2 separate regions of the Sus scrofa genome follow, and region 1 is linked to region 2. A link is a contact called in public Hi-C data. All regions are on one chromosome and are shown on one strand. Each heading gives the region's core, a stretch centred on a gene start, on an enhancer-like site or on the middle of the called end of the contact. The rest is flanking DNA. Distances are from core to core; before and after follow the strand shown.

Region 1 (4,236 bases), core at 658-3,157, 210 kb after region 2:
CTTTCTGCTGACTCCCTGGTGACGTTAATAGTGGATGAAGTTGACTCGGTGGGGGGATGATGGATAAGACCCTTCAATTTAAAATTTGTGACCCCTGCTGTCCTCAGCTTTGGGACAAATAAAATCCCCATTTCTCGTCTAAAAGAGTGATTGATCCGCAAGAGGGTGAGAAGTCCTAAGGGAGGCAGCCAGCTGCCTTGCAGCCCAGCTCTGATCCTGCCAAAAACTGCAGGAGGACAGTTTGCTTTGGTTTCTTGATCTGCCTTGGGTCCCATAGGCCATGTCAAAAAACTTCAGGCTCCCTTTGGAATCTGGAAGATCCTGAATATTTCCCTGAGACGTTGTCCACTTTTTCACGAACAGATCCATCATTTTCCCCTCCCGGTTTCCTGATGTACAAATTAGATTTCATGATAGTAAAACTTGAAAACCCAGATGGATTTTTTTAAGACTCGAAGCAACGTCTCTGGTTGTCATTTCTGATATTTCAAAAGATACGTGTCCCAGTTGCCCTCCTTTTACAAATAATTACAAATGCTCCATTTCTGCTGTGTGGTACGTACACACTTGAAAGCCGAGAAATTGTCCATTTGCTGTTGTTCTGTTTGGCTTTAATGTACATAGCACCTTTAAGTTATAAATACATTTTCGCTGCAAATACTAGCTTTAAAAAAGTCTTCAATAGAAATTATAGGCACTTGACCAAGACACAAATTCCAGAAAGAGACCGATTAATCCCAGCATCCTGTATCTCCATCGGAATGAAAAATGGCCCAAGAGCATCGTACGCTATCAATTACACTGACACATTCGAAAAAATATGTATGTAGGAGAAAATACCTTAATTCTTTTGTCAGTTCTCCTTTTACTTTTTAAGAGTCTGCTTGACTCCCAAATAAAGGTATGTAGGGCAGCCTTAACCTATGTATCAACCTGTCCATGATTTAAAAAGGCAAAGCAGGGAGCTCCTGTCATGGTGCAGAGGAAATGAATCTGACTAGGAACCATGAGATTGCGGGTTCAATCCCTGGTCTCGTTCAGTGGGTGAAGGATCTGGCGTTGCCGTGAGCTGTGGTGTAGGTCGCAGACACGGCTTGGATCTGGCGTTGCTGTGGCTGTGGTGTAGACCAGCAGCTGTAGCTCCGATCGGACCCCTAGCCTGGGAATATGCCGTGGGTGCGGCCCTAAAAGGACAAAAAAATAAAAATATAAAATAATAATAAAGGCAAGGCAAAGAGCACTCTTCGCCTGCCATTTTAGGACTAGTTTCTTCCTGTTGCTCTTTCCTGCTTTGAGACACTTGTGTTCTTCCTCCCCCCTTGTGGCACTGTGGGCTGGCACGCTTCCCAGGATGGGCACCAGATGAGCTGGCTGAATGTTCCCTCCATTTAATCTGAGTGAGAACCACGGTACGTGGCGCTGCAAGTTACCCTAAACCAAAGATTACCAGGAGCAAAAGGAAAACAGGATCCATCATTTTTTCGGGAGTTCAGCCCGGGAGCCACAGACACGCACGTCAGTGTTTGACAGTACAGATAGGAAGATTTATGGGAACAATCCATGTGATTTGACCTGATCCAGGAAAGAGTTTGGGGGGAGTTTTAGAGGGCAACATGAATGCATTTTTTTTTCTAAAAATAGAGTTTCTCTTCCAAAAAGGGAGACTTTGGTGAGCTTCCAAAATGATTGGGTCACCATACTGTAAGATAATACTTCAATGCAATTAGCTCCTTGTACTGTCCGAAGTGTGTGCCAGAAATACATGACTATGGCTCGTTCATTATCACCTTTCCCAGCTCATGGGCCACGATAACCATCATTTTCTTCCAAGGTCAGCTGTGGTTCCCGCACTGAGGACTGTCTAGGTATATTTAACTTTGGGGATGGGTCCAACATGCCACTTGAAAAGAAGATCGTATTGTTTTTCCTGCTTTCCATTTCTGAAAAGGCGAGGCTTTGGCCAGTGCGTACTCGACATATCTGGCTGCAAACAGATTACTAGGAGCCAGGAAATGTGGTGCCCAATTTCAGCGTTCACTTAAGTAAAATTATTTATGACAGTCCCTCCCGTTTTTTTTTTTTTTTTTTTCTTTTTTCTAACAGGGGAGATCTGTAGTCTCAGCCAGATTGAAGGAATATTTGCATCTTGACTCAGCTACTGATGCATTTGAAGTATGGCCTTGGAGGTTTAGACTGGCTACGGTATATAAGACATTGAGCGAAGTGTCCAGAAAATGGGACGCATTCATCTAAAACATCACTAAATCAAGTTCTTGAATAATCACAGAACTTAACTTTTTTTTTTTCTTTTTTCTTTTTTCAGGGCTGTACCCTCAGCATATGGAAGTTCCCAGGCTAGGGGTCAAATTGGAGCTGCAGAGGCTGGCCCACAGCACAGCCGTAGCAATGTGGCATCTGAGCCGCGCCTGTGACCTACACCACAGTTTATGGCAACGCCGGATCTCTGACCCACCGAGTGAGGCCAGGGATCGAAACTGTATCCTCATGGATACTAGTCACATTCGTTTCTGCTGCAACCATGGGAACTCCACATCTCTTTCTTTCTTTCTTTCTTTCTTTTACGTAAGCGACTGAAACAATGACCAAAGAACTCACCAGAATGATAGGATCCACACCAGGCATTTCATCCCAGAAAACCTGGATGATGGAGATTTGAGTCGAGAGACTTGTCATTTATTACCGCCCAAGTTTGCCTTACAAACGGAAAACATTTTCTAATGGATTGGGATGGGACAGAGAATCTGGACCATACTTTAGGAAATGGCAGGATAAAGAACGACAAGAAGCAGACCCTCCAATTTGGAAGCTCAGGAGGGTTCTAGAACTATTGCATGTCAGAGCTGGAAGAGTCTTAGAGATTAGCCGTTTTGATTTCTCTGGAGTTGCACCGGTTCTGCAAAAGCCAAAAAAAAAAAAAAAAAAAAAAAAAAAAAAGGAAGGAGATGGAGGAAAAGATCATCTGAGATGCTGTCCTCCTTGATGTGTCAGGAAGTTCTGAGAACCAACTTTCACAGCAGGAACACAGAATGGGCTCTGCTGCCTGCACTGAAACAGCTGGTGAAGCCCCATATTCTTACCCTACAGCCCTGTGTGATGAAACGATCTTTTGACATCAATAAGATTGTCTTTTGAGTTTATAATTTCTTGCATGACGATTTTTACTCAGCAAACAAAGAATTTTTTCTTATTAGATTTGATCTTGGTTCAGAAAATGACACTGTTGCAAAGAATAATGATTGGAAGGAGGTGGTGGTCACAGTCTAACAGAGAGATGGATTTTTAATACTCTTGATCTTGCTGTCAACTTTCCTTATTAATTAGTAATTCCTAACAGATGGGATATGGATTACTTAGGGAAAATGATTCCAGCATTCTTTTCTAACTGTACAGAACCTGAGACGTGTGTGTGTGTGTGTGTGTGTGAGAGAGAGAGAGAGAGAGAGAGATGCAGAGAGATGCAGAGAGAGAGAGATGCAGAGAGATGCAGAGAGAGGCAGAATTGCACTGTTGCCCTTAGCTAGGCATCAGCAAGAAAACTATGGATAACACTTCTAATTATCTGCGAGTTCCCTATTTTCAAAGGGAGTACCTGTTAGATACATTCGTGGGGTCAAGAGGGGGTGAATAATGTCCCCCAAGTCTGTGGATAATGGAAAGCAGGAGTTGGAATCCTAGCATTTCTGAAGGTCAGACCTGGGCTCAGAGAATCAAGAAATCATTTTTCTCCTGTGTTCATTCCAGGATTGATTATCCAGCAGAACCTATTTTACTTTAGCTTGATAAAGAACTTTTTTTACTCCCTCCTCCCTCGAACAAGTAGAATTTTACCCAGTACGTTAAAAGCTGCAGCTGGAGAGTGTGTTATTGTCTCATGGCAAGAGGGCAGGGGTAGACAATGTCCGGCTTCGGAGGGCTCACCCCAAGTTCAGAGTAGCTGTGGTTCTCCGGGTGTGATCTGTGGACCCCTGGGTGCCCCCGAGGCCTTTCAGGGAGATTCATGAGGTCAAACTACATTTTATGACACTGAGATGTCCTTTACATTTACCCCGGGTTGGCTTTCACATCCGTGATGCACTAGCACGATGGGTAAAGCTTCAAAGTCAAGGCAGTGGTACCAGCCTGTCTCAGCAATTGTTGCAAACTTTACTGTCCTTGCTTGTAAAATATGCTAGTTCCATTTAAGAGTGCCCTTATGAAGCAGTAAAGTGTCTTCAT
Region 2 (4,125 bases), core at 1,237-3,736:
GGTGTCTTCCTCCAGTGGAAGGCCTCTGTGTCTGCTGTGTTAGGGGCATCGTGGAAGGTAACCAACCTCAGGACAGAAGTTGTGGCTGCACTCTTCCTTCCAAAGTGTGTCTCCCTGGCTGGGTACCATCCTCTGGACTCCTGTCATGACACAGGCAGAGCCCACTTGACCTTAGGCTGCTGGCAAATTCCTCTGGAGACCTCCCTGCTCTTCATCTGACCGCCTGGGCCTGGGGGGTTGGGGTTGGGGTGAGGCGGTCGGGGATGTGGGGGGGGATGTGTGAGGTGGGGCCGGGGATGTGGTGGGGATCAGAGAGGAGCCTTGAGCTGCTGCCCGGCCCCGGATCTTAGGACGGTTCTGGGGGTGGGGAGTCCACTGGAGAAGGCGCTCTCCATGCGGTCCTGCCCTGTGGTCCCCAGAGCAGCACGTGCTGGAGGAGCTGGAGAGGCAGGCGGTGCTGGTGTACACGCCGTCCCGCAAGGTGAGCGGCAAGCGGGTGGTCTGCTACGACGACCGCTACATCGTGAAGGTGGCCTACGACCAGGACGGGGTCATCGTCTCCAATGACAACTACCGCGACCTGCAAAGCGAGAACCCCGAGTGGAAGTGGTTCATCGAGCAGAGGCTGCTCATGTTCTCCTTCGTCAACGACCGGTAGGTGGCGCCCACGCCGGGTCCTGGAAGCTAGCACTGAGGGGAGGGGGCCGGGGGTCAGGGAAAGGGGGTGGCACAGAAGCCAGGCCACCTAGTCCGGTCCCAGCGGGGCTTAGTCACAGGTTGTAAAGATCTTGCAGCCGACCCTGTCTTAATACTGCTTGGTTGACATTTTCAAGAGAATCTGATGGGTTTCCTCGGGTCAGATCCACCCTGGAGCCACCAGCTGCAGTGGGGGGAGGGCAATGTCAGGGTCACAAGGCACAGACCCCTTAGCAAGGGCTGGGGGAGGGCCCCTAGGCAGTGCTGAGGTGAGGAGGGCGAGATCACTGGTCTAGTGCACACATCCTCAGGCACGCTGAGGGCAATGGCCAGGAGCCTGGCAAGGTGAGTGTGGGTCACAGCATGGCACAAGGTGGGAGGGCACGGTGAGCTGGACATCACTCCCATTCCAATTTCTGTTCCAGTTCTGGGCTTTCTCACTGGGTTTTAGGAATGCGGTTTGGGACAAGGTCCCCAACTCTGTGAGGGCAGGGACCATGTGTCTTTTATCTGCCACAGCCACAGCCAGCCTGGGCATCATGGGCAGCCAGTGACAAGATGTAGATGAGTGAGTGTCAAAGGCGGCAGCTCTGGGGAAGGGAAGATGGGCAGAGAGAGGCCACATGGCCTCTGTATCAGGCCCCCTGCACCTCCTGACCCTGGAGCCCTGGGGGGGGCAAGTGTGTGTGGTGGAAAGAGCTGGGGCTTTGAAAGCGCGGGAGATGTTTCAAACTGAGGTTCTGCCATTTACTGGCTGACTGTGGGGGAAAAACGCCCCCCCTCTCTGGGCTGGACTTTTGTCACCTTGAATCAACCATCCTTGGTGTTACCGGCACAGTTTCCTCCATCCCTGTCTCACCGTAACCAAGCATTGGAACGGTGGATGTTTTACAAATTTATTAAAGTGAAAGTACATTTTCAGAGAGGGAGAGAGGACTCACGTGCGCACAGGTTAAGAAAAGAGGGCCTGGGAATTCCTGTCCTGGTGCAGTGGAAACCAGTCTGACTAGGAACCATGAGGTTGTGGGTTTGATCCCTGGCCTTGCTCAGTGGGGTAAGGATCCAGCGTTGCCATGAACTGTGGTGTAGGTTGCAGACGTGGTTCGGATCTGGCGTTGCTGTGGCTGCGGCAGCTGCAGCCCTAATTGGACCCCTAGCCTGGGAACTTCCATGTGCCTCTGGTGAAGCCCTGAAAAAAGCAAAAGCAAAAAAAACCCCACAAAAAACAAGAAAACAAAACAGGGCCTGACTTACTCTGCACAGTCTTTATACCCCACAGTGGGACCTGAGTGGAGACCCAATTTGATCTTCTGATTGGTCTTGGGCAGGACACCTTATTTGCATGGGGAACAGGTTAGATGGTGGCCAGGTGAGGAACAGGTGCCATTTCTTCTCTAGCAGGGAGTGAGCAGCCCAGGCGGGTCACATTGGGCAGAATGGCCATTACAGAGACATGGCCAGAGGCTCTGGGGCTCTGGGGAGGGGACTTGAAGCCTGTAACACTTGGCTCAGTCACCCTTAACCTCTGAGATGATCCCGAGGACCAGAGAGCAGTTTAGCCCATAGTGGTAGCAGTTACCCTCAGGCCAGGCCAGGACCTGTCCCTCCAGGAGGTCCTGCTGCCCCCACTGCCTACGGCCACAGAGGCAGAGGTCCCCTCCTAAGCCCCAGGGCAGATGGTTACAGCGACTACCCTGCAGCAGCCCCCAAGTCCCTTCCACACTCACAGGGCTGGCACTCCCTCTCTCTGGCTCAGGCCTGGAGGAATCTGGCAAATCTGGACAGCATGGGATCCAGAAAATCCTTACTGAGGTCTGTGGGATCATGGCTGCCTCTGGCCTGGCGACAGCTTGGGGCCCAGGCCAAGTGCTTTTGACAACTTGGCCTCTGCTCAGGGCCTGCTCGAAGGTCCCCGGCTGCCAGAGGGCAGAGCCTGCCGCCTGCCTGAGGGCGAGGACACCCGCCGCAAGCCCTGGGCACGTCCATAGGGCCCTCTTGGCCCAGCTCCCAGCTGTGAGGCCCGAGAAAGAGCAGGAGGTGAAGCCTTTGGGAACTTTTAATAACTGCGCTGGGTGGCTCCCCAGATTCTTGGTCTGGGCCCAACTCTGAGAAGCCGGCTGTGTAGCTGGGATCTGAGCCACGGAAAGCTACCCTGGACCCGGGATGGCCCAGCTTGGGGCTGGCCTGGTGGATGCGGTCTGCAAGGGCGACCCCAGCATGACCCTCGACTCTTAGGGGGAAACCAGCCCATAAAAACAGGCCCCCAAATAGAATCCACAACCCCTCTAGTGGGACCTTTGCGTGACAGGGAAGTGCCTCCTGGGAACAAAAGTATTCATATAAAAAAGTGGATTGTGCTAAACGCGAGGGTTTTCCTTCTGAGGAATGTTGTTTTCCCCTTTGAGCCCCGGGACATTCCCTTCCTCCTTAGACTTAATGCAGAAGGAAAGGGGCTGGCCCAGGCTGGGTGCGACAGGGACTGACGTGGCAGGGGTCCGGCAGCCCGGGGATGCTGAGACCAAACCCAGGGCCCTGCCCCCATCCCATCCCCCTCCCCGGTTTGGCAGAGGGGGCAGATCTTGCACTGAGGCTGCCTGTGTGGTCGCACCTGTGTGCAGCCTGCACCTGGGACCCACTTCCTCCCTGACCCGTCAACCAGTATTTCAAACTCTGTTAATTTTTATTCCCCACCTGATAGGCCCAGAGCTGTGGGGCAATGCAGGAGAAATGGCGTTCAGGGGACGAGAGAGGCTGTTGGTGGCCCCCAGGGGTCTCTAGCTTTCTGTTGAGGACATTGGAAGGCAGCTTAGAGGGGCTTTCAGACTAGGACCCAGGGGAGCCCTAATGCAATGATGCTTCTGCTTTAGTGGATAAAAATCACCTTGGAAGTTATTAAAATGCAGATTCCTGACCAACTTGAGGTTCTGCATTTTGCAAGGCATTCCTAAGTGATTCTGGCGCTTGAACCTCAGCGGGAGGAACACTTGGAGGAGGCCCAGGGGCTGCTGTCCTGGGGTCTGTCCATGCTGTGCTCTGTACTGGTTCTGTGTGGAGGAAGGGTTGTGTTGTTGTAACACGCTGTGACAACCCCCGGGTGGGAGAAAGAGCTCTGGACGGAGAGATCAGACCAAGGCCATGCCTCCCCAGCCCTGCCTACTCCCAGCTCCGTGCCAGTGGTGCGTTCCTGAGGGTCTTGCATTCACCCCCCTGTGCTTGTTCTCCAGGTTCATGCCTCCTGATGACCCTCTGGGCCGTCGGGGCCCCACCCTGAACAACTTCCTGAGCAGGAAGCCAAAGCCCCCAGAGCCGTCCTGGCAGCACTGCCCCTACGGTGGGTAGTGTCCCATGCCTTGTGGGCCCTGTTCAGGTCAGAAGCCCTGGCTGGGGGTGGGGGTGGTCAGCAGCCTGAGTTCTAGTCTAGGTGCTGCC

What was found. A called contact is a pair of places that touch in the nucleus more often than the background predicts.
Region 1: a contact with region 2 is called in a Hi-C map of skeletal muscle, with 4 times the contacts expected there. The contact joins two enhancer-like sites. A contact is called at or near these places in 1 of 47 Hi-C or Micro-C datasets (skeletal muscle) and 1 of 2 datasets of contacts at active chromatin or transcription factors (skeletal muscle).

The regions. Positions count from the first base shown.
Region 1 is chr1:16,702,789-16,707,024 of Sscrofa11.1, forward strand. No RefSeq gene overlaps it. Among named protein-coding and RNA genes, the nearest start is that of TAB2, 93 kb to the left of the region's middle. Within about 2 kb of position 1,908, at least 3 of the 83 cell types and tissues checked have an H3K27ac peak or open chromatin away from gene starts, as enhancers often do. A contact at or near this core is called in skeletal muscle, where this site is marked.
Region 2 is chr1:16,492,110-16,496,234 of Sscrofa11.1, forward strand. It overlaps ZC3H12D (probable ribonuclease ZC3H12D), which reads left to right. Exons shown (of 6, transcript XM_003121158.4): 4 at 420-654; 5 at 3,921-4,027. Among named protein-coding and RNA genes, the nearest start is that of ZC3H12D, 31 kb to the left of the region's middle. Within about 2 kb of position 2,487, at least 32 of the 83 cell types and tissues checked have an H3K27ac peak or open chromatin away from gene starts, as enhancers often do. A contact at or near this core is called in skeletal muscle, where this site is marked.